Regions from separate parts of the Mus musculus genome. Here region 1 is linked to region 2. A link is a contact called in public Hi-C data. All regions are on one chromosome and are shown on one strand. The core of a region is the stretch at or near the end of the contact, and the rest is flanking DNA. Distances in the headings are between cores, read along the strand shown.

The links. Hi-C and Micro-C count contacts between places; a contact is called where the count stands out from the background.
Region 1: a Hi-C map of the N1E-115 cell line shows a contact between it and region 2, with 3 times the contacts expected there. The contact joins two enhancer-like sites. A contact is called at or near these places in 2 of 484 Hi-C or Micro-C datasets (CD4 T cells and the N1E-115 cell line).

The regions. Positions count from the first base shown.
Region 1 is chr14:32,225,143-32,228,650 of GRCm38.p6, forward strand. The region is part of intron 7 of Parg (poly (ADP-ribose) glycohydrolase); the gene reads left to right. Among named protein-coding and RNA genes, the nearest start is that of Parg, 25 kb to the left of the region's middle. Within about 2 kb of position 1,634, at least 6 of the 459 cell types and tissues checked have an H3K27ac peak or open chromatin away from gene starts, as enhancers often do. A contact at or near this core is called in the N1E-115 cell line, where this site is marked.
Region 2 is chr14:31,962,116-31,965,454 of GRCm38.p6, forward strand. No RefSeq gene overlaps it. Among named protein-coding and RNA genes, the nearest start is that of Gm41125, 20 kb to the left of the region's middle. Within about 2 kb of position 1,281, at least 108 of the 459 cell types and tissues checked have an H3K27ac peak or open chromatin away from gene starts, as enhancers often do. A contact at or near this core is called in the N1E-115 cell line, where this site is marked.

The DNA of each region.
Region 1 (3,508 bases), core at 384-2,883, 260 kb after region 2:
ACGTGATGTATTCTCTCTTGGAAACTATTGTTTTTCTTTGGTAAACATAACAAAGTCTGTACCTTAATTGATCATATAAAATTATCTTTATTGCAACTTAGAAATTGTGTGTATCTGGGGGACTGCAGTGATGGCTCAGCAGTTACGAGCATTGGCTACCCTTTCAGAAGACTGGATTTCTGTTGCCAGCAATTCACCACTGCCTGTAACTGTAGATCCAACAGACTCTGACATCTTTCTCTAGCCTATGGGTGCCTGCATGCATGTACATGTACACACAGAGACAAACACATAAATATAAATTAAGTCATTTAAAAAGGAAAAAGAAGCTGTACAGTTCTTGCTTTTATTATAATTCTAAAAATGCCAAATGTGTTTGTTGTACACTTGGCTGTTGTCTTGTGAGTCGTTGGGGAAAGGCTTCTTAAAGCCTCTTTTCCTGTGAGAAAGACTGTAAACCTATCAGTAATGAACTGGCATTTTTGCTTATATGCTGCTTACTTTAAACAGTAGATAAGGGTTATACTTATGCAAATTAATGGAATAAATTTTATGGCTAGCTTATCCTTTTCTTCTGAGTTTTAAAATTTAAATTTTAAGATTCTAAAGCAGGCCCAACACAATTTATTGTCTCCTGGGTCAAAGTATGTATTGTTATACCTATACCTAAATAAGGTTTTTTCAAGGTTTGTGATTATGAGACTTCATCACGGCCTCTGCTGGTAGTGCAGGCTACTCACCTTAGGCTGTTCATCACCAACCACCTTCACATCTCCAGTGAAATGCTCTCCTCATAGTGCTCAAACCATTCAGCTTTCTCTATTTCTTTCTCTCTTTCTTCCTCTCTTTCTTCCTCTCCCATCTCTTCACCACATACTTGCACACTGTAGTGGTTCCTGCTGAGAATAGACCAAGTGGCCGGTGGGCCTCTGGGTGTCATCTGAATCATGTGCTATGATTAGGCAAAACTTAGCATAAGTCAGTCATCATTAAAAAAACATAAAAGTCAGTAGAGTGAGCATATTGTCACTTGAGCATCAATGTACTTTCGCATCACAGGGATATATTCCAGAATATAGCATACTGTTGTGGGTTGGTAACTGTATCAAAATGCTTAGGAACTTTTCTGTGTTGAAGACATTTGCCCTTCCTCCTGGCTGATTTTCTATAAATGTTTTACTAAATGTTAGTGGTCTTTAAAATAGTTTGAAAAAAACTCACCTAAGACAAGTAGTTTTGGTGACCACTGTTTCAAACCTAAACAGACTTCTGTATCCAGTAATCAGTAAGGATGTTGGCTTTCTCCATTGTAGCTCTTTCACACTGTGGGTTTTTCTTTTTATACCTCCTCCCATTCCTCCCCTTCTCTTCTTTCGCCTTCTCCTCCTTTTTTATACTACAGAAATATGCTTTTGCTAATGAACACATACTTTGTAGCTTCTGATTTAGAATTATTAATAGATAATCTGTTTTCTGGGTCTGTCTTGGACACTTAAAAACTGTAAATGTCCTTGTTCTATTTGTCATGAACAGCCTGTAGCAAATCCCTAATCAAATGAAAGCAGCCTGGGATGTTTCATAAGTCTACAGCTAATGTCTTTATCTCTGTAGCTTTCAAGCCTCTGACTTGGAGTTCAGTGGAAGTAGCCTTTTTGGACTTCTTCCCTTGGTGACTCAGAGTCTCTGGAATCAATAAGGTCTGCATTACTTTACAGCACAAGCTAATTTAATTCATGAGAACTGTAGAAGCCAAAAGGCATCTAATCAGAGTCACTAAAATATTAAAGCAGATAAATTATAACTCTCAGGTTTACATAGACTGTGCCATATTCCATCATCACTTCCACACTGGGTTCATGTGCATTGGAGTATGGGTCAGCTCTGTATTCATGCTTCTTCTAAATGTAGTTCATCTCCCCTCCCCCTCCCCCATAGGACACAGTGACAAAATTGAAATGAGGCTTGCTTTGCTTTGAAAGTCAGAAGCTCGTTCTTAGGGAAGCTGTCCGTGTGTGTCATCGATGAAGTTAGTTCTTTTCTGACTGTAGAATCACACAAGGATATCAGATGGAATGGATACTCAAAAGTGGAAATCGATTTAGTAGGGTTTGTTCTGTATTTTAATAATGAAATTAATCTAGTATACAATGTCTTCTAGCTGCTATCTTTTCATTTTTTAATTTGAATTTTCCTTTTAAATGTGGCTTTGGTATTGGCATCATTATTCAGATGCCTACTCTGTTAGAAGGGTGACGATTCCATGCTCTAACCTCACCCTAGACTTATATCTCTCATTATGATCTATGCTCCTTTTTTGTTTGTTTGTTTGTTTTGGCATTTTATGTACCCAGTTTGATATGATGCCTTCATTGCTATTAAATTAATTTGCATTTAATATTGTAGGTTGCAACCCATTAAGAATAAGTCTTATGTATTCCTTTTTTTGTAAGTGGGTTCCTCGCTCTTTGATTATAAGAAGAGTACTATAAAAAGACATTTTCTAAAGCAAGAACCATGTCCAGCATAGTAAAATATGGAATATTTTCAGAGCCATGGGAAGAGCATGTTAAAGACAAACAAAAGGCACCTTCTTCCGGCAGTGGGACATTGAAGCTGTTCAGGCTCTGTCATACACAGCCCTTTCTTGGCAGTTGATTCCTGTCTTCCCATAAGAGAGATTTTCTTTCTGAGGTGCCTGCTGCATACATATCACAGAGTATTCCAGGCTCAGTCTTAGCTCAGTCTCCTAAGATTTGCATCTGCTGCAAGATAGTCCTTTTACTCTCCTTAGAACAATCTCTGTGGCTATGTGATGGAGACAGTGGCAGGCCTTATTTTCAAGAGCTTTACTTCGTATTGTATAAAGTGGTATCCTCTTCCTCTTCTAGTTCTCACAACTACCCCATAGCTAGGCGTTGTTAAAGCATTGCTGTTTTACAAGTGAAGGACTGAAAACCAAAGCAGAGAGGGGTTTTATTGGTGAAGGTTGCGGTCTTATCTTGGTTTTAGAGGCAGGGTCACACTGTGTATACCCTGGCTAGCCTGGATCTCACTGTGTAAATCAAACTGGCTATAAACTCACAGAGACCGATCTACTTCTGCCTCCCAAGTGCTGGGATTAAAGGCATGCACCACCATGCCTGGTGTAGAGTTGAAGCTACATGGAATTAGAATTTGTTAATCATTTTAGCTGACCTCAGCCTCTAGTTCCTGTCAATTGCTCATCCCCTCATCTTATCAGATGCTGTCATTGTCTTTCCTGAGGTTCCTGATGCTCAGCCTACTGTTTATTGCACTGTCTCATCCATATTGTTATGGCTAAGTTGGTATACTGTAGTCGCTGTTTAGCTGACCCTATGTACTGTGCTGTTCTCTTCAGTGTTGCCTCTGTGCACCTCTATGGCATCATTTCCTATCCTTCACCTAAAAACCTCATTGTGGTTCTCTGGTAAGCTATTTGCTCCCCTCCTTCCAACCTTAAGGCGCAGTTTGGATTTGGTGTCTCTTC
Region 2 (3,339 bases), core at 31-2,530:
TTAGGAACTGGAAAGGACTGCAACATATAGACAATGCCAGCAAGTGGGCCTCAGTAGGTGGTCAAAGGAATTTAAGATGGATAGTATGGGTAGAATTGCCTTAGAAACATAAAATGAAGAGCAGACAAGATTGCCCAAAACTCTCTTCTGAACACCGTCCGCACAGCCCTCTGATGTGAGCAGCCATTCTCCTCTATGCATGCGCTAAGACCCAGAAATAAATGTGAAAGAATCTGAGGATGATTGTTTGCTTTTTAATAATCAAAGTATTGTGAATTATTGATCCCACAGGCTCTGTCCAGATGTTCTGCTATCTACAGTTCCTGTGTGTATTTATTTGTATGTTCTAATCTAGACTTGATCTTTGGCCAGTGGGATATAGAACAATTGACGAGATGGCTGAGAGGAGCCTAGATCTTAAAGGGATAAAGCTGGTTCTACTCGCTCCTCTTGTCCCTCCTCCATCATGAGACGAGCTTAATCTAAATAGCTGCTGCCCTCTACCTATAATAAACACACATGTTTGCCACATGTCTGTGAAGAGCTAAGCTGGATTCTTAGCTTAAAGCAGAGACCCAGTTGATGTCAACCTGTGCTCATAGTCAAAACAAAAATGACTGTAGTTTAAGTTACTGGATTTCCGTTTGGCTCATCACACCGCAATAACCTGCTGGTACCAAACCACCCTGTTGGTGTAGAGCAGCATCTTGACCCATATCATTTTTATTCTTTTCTCTTTGCTCAGGTAGCTTCTCTGTGTACTGATTGGGTGTCTGTGTAGCCGTGGTGAAAAGTCCAGTTTGTAAGTCACCCATGTGGTGGACCCTGAAACGAAGGGAGACAGATTAGAGTTGAAGGTTGGTACTCGTGGGTTTTAGTTTGTTTTTTGAGTTCACATCTTCCTAGGTTCCTTGTTCTTCCCTCCTTCTTGCCCAGCACAGGTGCTACTAAACACAGAGGTGACAGCCTTGTACACACAGCTTCATCATCTCCCCTTGTTTCTCAGTAAATTCAATTTTCTGCATTACTCATTACAGTAATGCTTCCCTGACCAAGCCCGCTCTGAAAGCTGTCTCCCCGAGACGTCCCTGCAGGTGTGTTTACTGTTGTCAAACACTGGAAAACAAGGCAGTGGAAACTGTTCCAAGTGCAGAATCCTTTGTCAAACTTCACAGTAACGACAGCTGAAGCATTGTGACTCTGAGCCACCACCCTTCCCCACCCCCACGATCTTCTCAGAACTTCTTTGTGGGAGGGTCTTAGCCAACAGAGAGTGAGTATTGAATGATGAAGTCATCACAGGGGGAAAAAAAATCAATTCGGGGCTTTGGAGTACCAATGGGTGGGGTTAACCACAGATTTGTCATAGGATTTTAAATTCAAAGCAGCAGGAGTTCCCTAAAAGGAAAAGAGAAAAATAACTTTATTTACTGCAATATTACTATTTTCATAGTTTCTCAGAACAGGTTGTACAGACCAATACAAATGTTACGAAGCTGGAGTCCGATGGAACACAGAATCATAACAAGTGGATGTTATGCTCAGAACTCAGAACCAGGGTGGCCCAGCCCCCTGTGAGGTGGCCTCAGAGCTCCATGGGATAAACAATCGCAGCCACGACCTGGGAGTTGAGGAAGTGACTCATTTTCAGGAATGAGCCCCTTTAGAGGCTGACAGACATTCCTTTTATTTTCCCCTTGTGACTTGGCCTCTGGGAGATGCTGCTGCAGCCAGTGCGCTGGTACTCCAGCGTTTACTGGGAAGGCACTGGCCTCTCTCACCCCATGTTGTCTGGTCTTTCTGCTCTTGGCATCTCACTGTCCTTAAGGGTAGCCATGCTCTAAAATCAATGAACTTCTTGATATGTGGGTGAGACTTAAGAGATCTCCTCTTGTAAGAAGGAGCCATTGTTAGGGACTTTGGGGTTGAAATGCTTTGTCTGAGTTTCTCCACAGAGGCACTGAACCTCAAACACAATTGAGTTCCTGGGTGGAGGTGGAGGCAGGTCAGTAGGAGATGTCTGCAGCCTGCAAGTGATGGCTGCGGCCAGGGTCACAGCTGGGGAGGGCTGGAAGTTTGCAGGAGAACCAAGACAAGAGACAGAGCAGAGCTGACAGGTCTGAGGGAGTGTCTCCAGAGGTTCTGACCGGTGCATCATCACCCTCTTCCTCCTCCTAAGTGTGTCTCATCACCAGGGTTCTTGGGATGTGTTACCAGGGAAAGCAGGCCCCTGGGTACAGGGTACAGAGACAAGAGTGTTCACAGATGCAGTATTCCTAACAGCTCTGATCATAACATCAAGCTAACAACTTTAACTGCAGAATGGACTGGAAAGTGGTGGTGTATTATTTATAAACCAATTGAGGCTGAATTCTATAGTGCTATATATGCTTTCTAGGTTCACCAACTGGGCAACTTAAGCCAGATTTTTCAGATACAGGGTTTCTCTGTGTGGCCCTGGCTGTCCTGGAACTCACTCTGCAGACCACGCTGGCCTTGAACTCAGAGATCTACCTGCCTAGGTCTCCTGAATTTTGAGATTAAAGGCATTCACCACCACTGCCTGACACAACCAAAAGAAAATTTTAATTAAAAAAAAATATTTTTTTTCCAAAACACCATTTCTAGCCCATGTTGGTTCCAACTCTCTGTGAATAGTCGGATGACACTGAACTTCTGGTCTTCTAGCTCCTACTTCCAAAACTTCTGGAATTCCAGGCATGTGCCACCACCCCTGCTTCACGAGGTACTGGCCACAGGGCTTTGCACATGCTAGATACTGTTCCATCTGAGTTACATCTCCAACCTAAAAATTCTTGCTATCAAATTCAGGAGCTAGAAGACGGAAATTGAGGATCAGCAGGGTTGGTTCCTGTTGGGGCCTCTGAGGAGCATTTGTTCCCTGCCTTGCCCCTTCCAGCAGCAGCTGGCAATTGCTGGGTTGGCATCCTGTCTGGTAGCTATGTCACTGGTATCCTCACATCCGGCCCACGAGGCCTTCTCCCTCCTGTCCATGTTCACACAGCCTTTACATGAGGGCATGGTCATGAGAATTAGGACTCCTCCACATCCCCATACTAACTCATACTAACTTAACTGACCCTGTTTTCAAATCAAGTAACAGTCTGAACATGAACCTGGGGGTAAACTAGTCAACCCAGTGCAATACTATATAGCTGTTAAAGTGATAAGCCACAGTATATGCACCAAAGACAGTAGTGAAAGAAGGCACAAAAGCCCATGGAATGTGATGTGACATTACCAAGTTCAAAGTCAGGAGAACTGAGCTGTGGCATTTGGGAACATATGCTTGGCTGACTGTTGAAATTAATATTATAA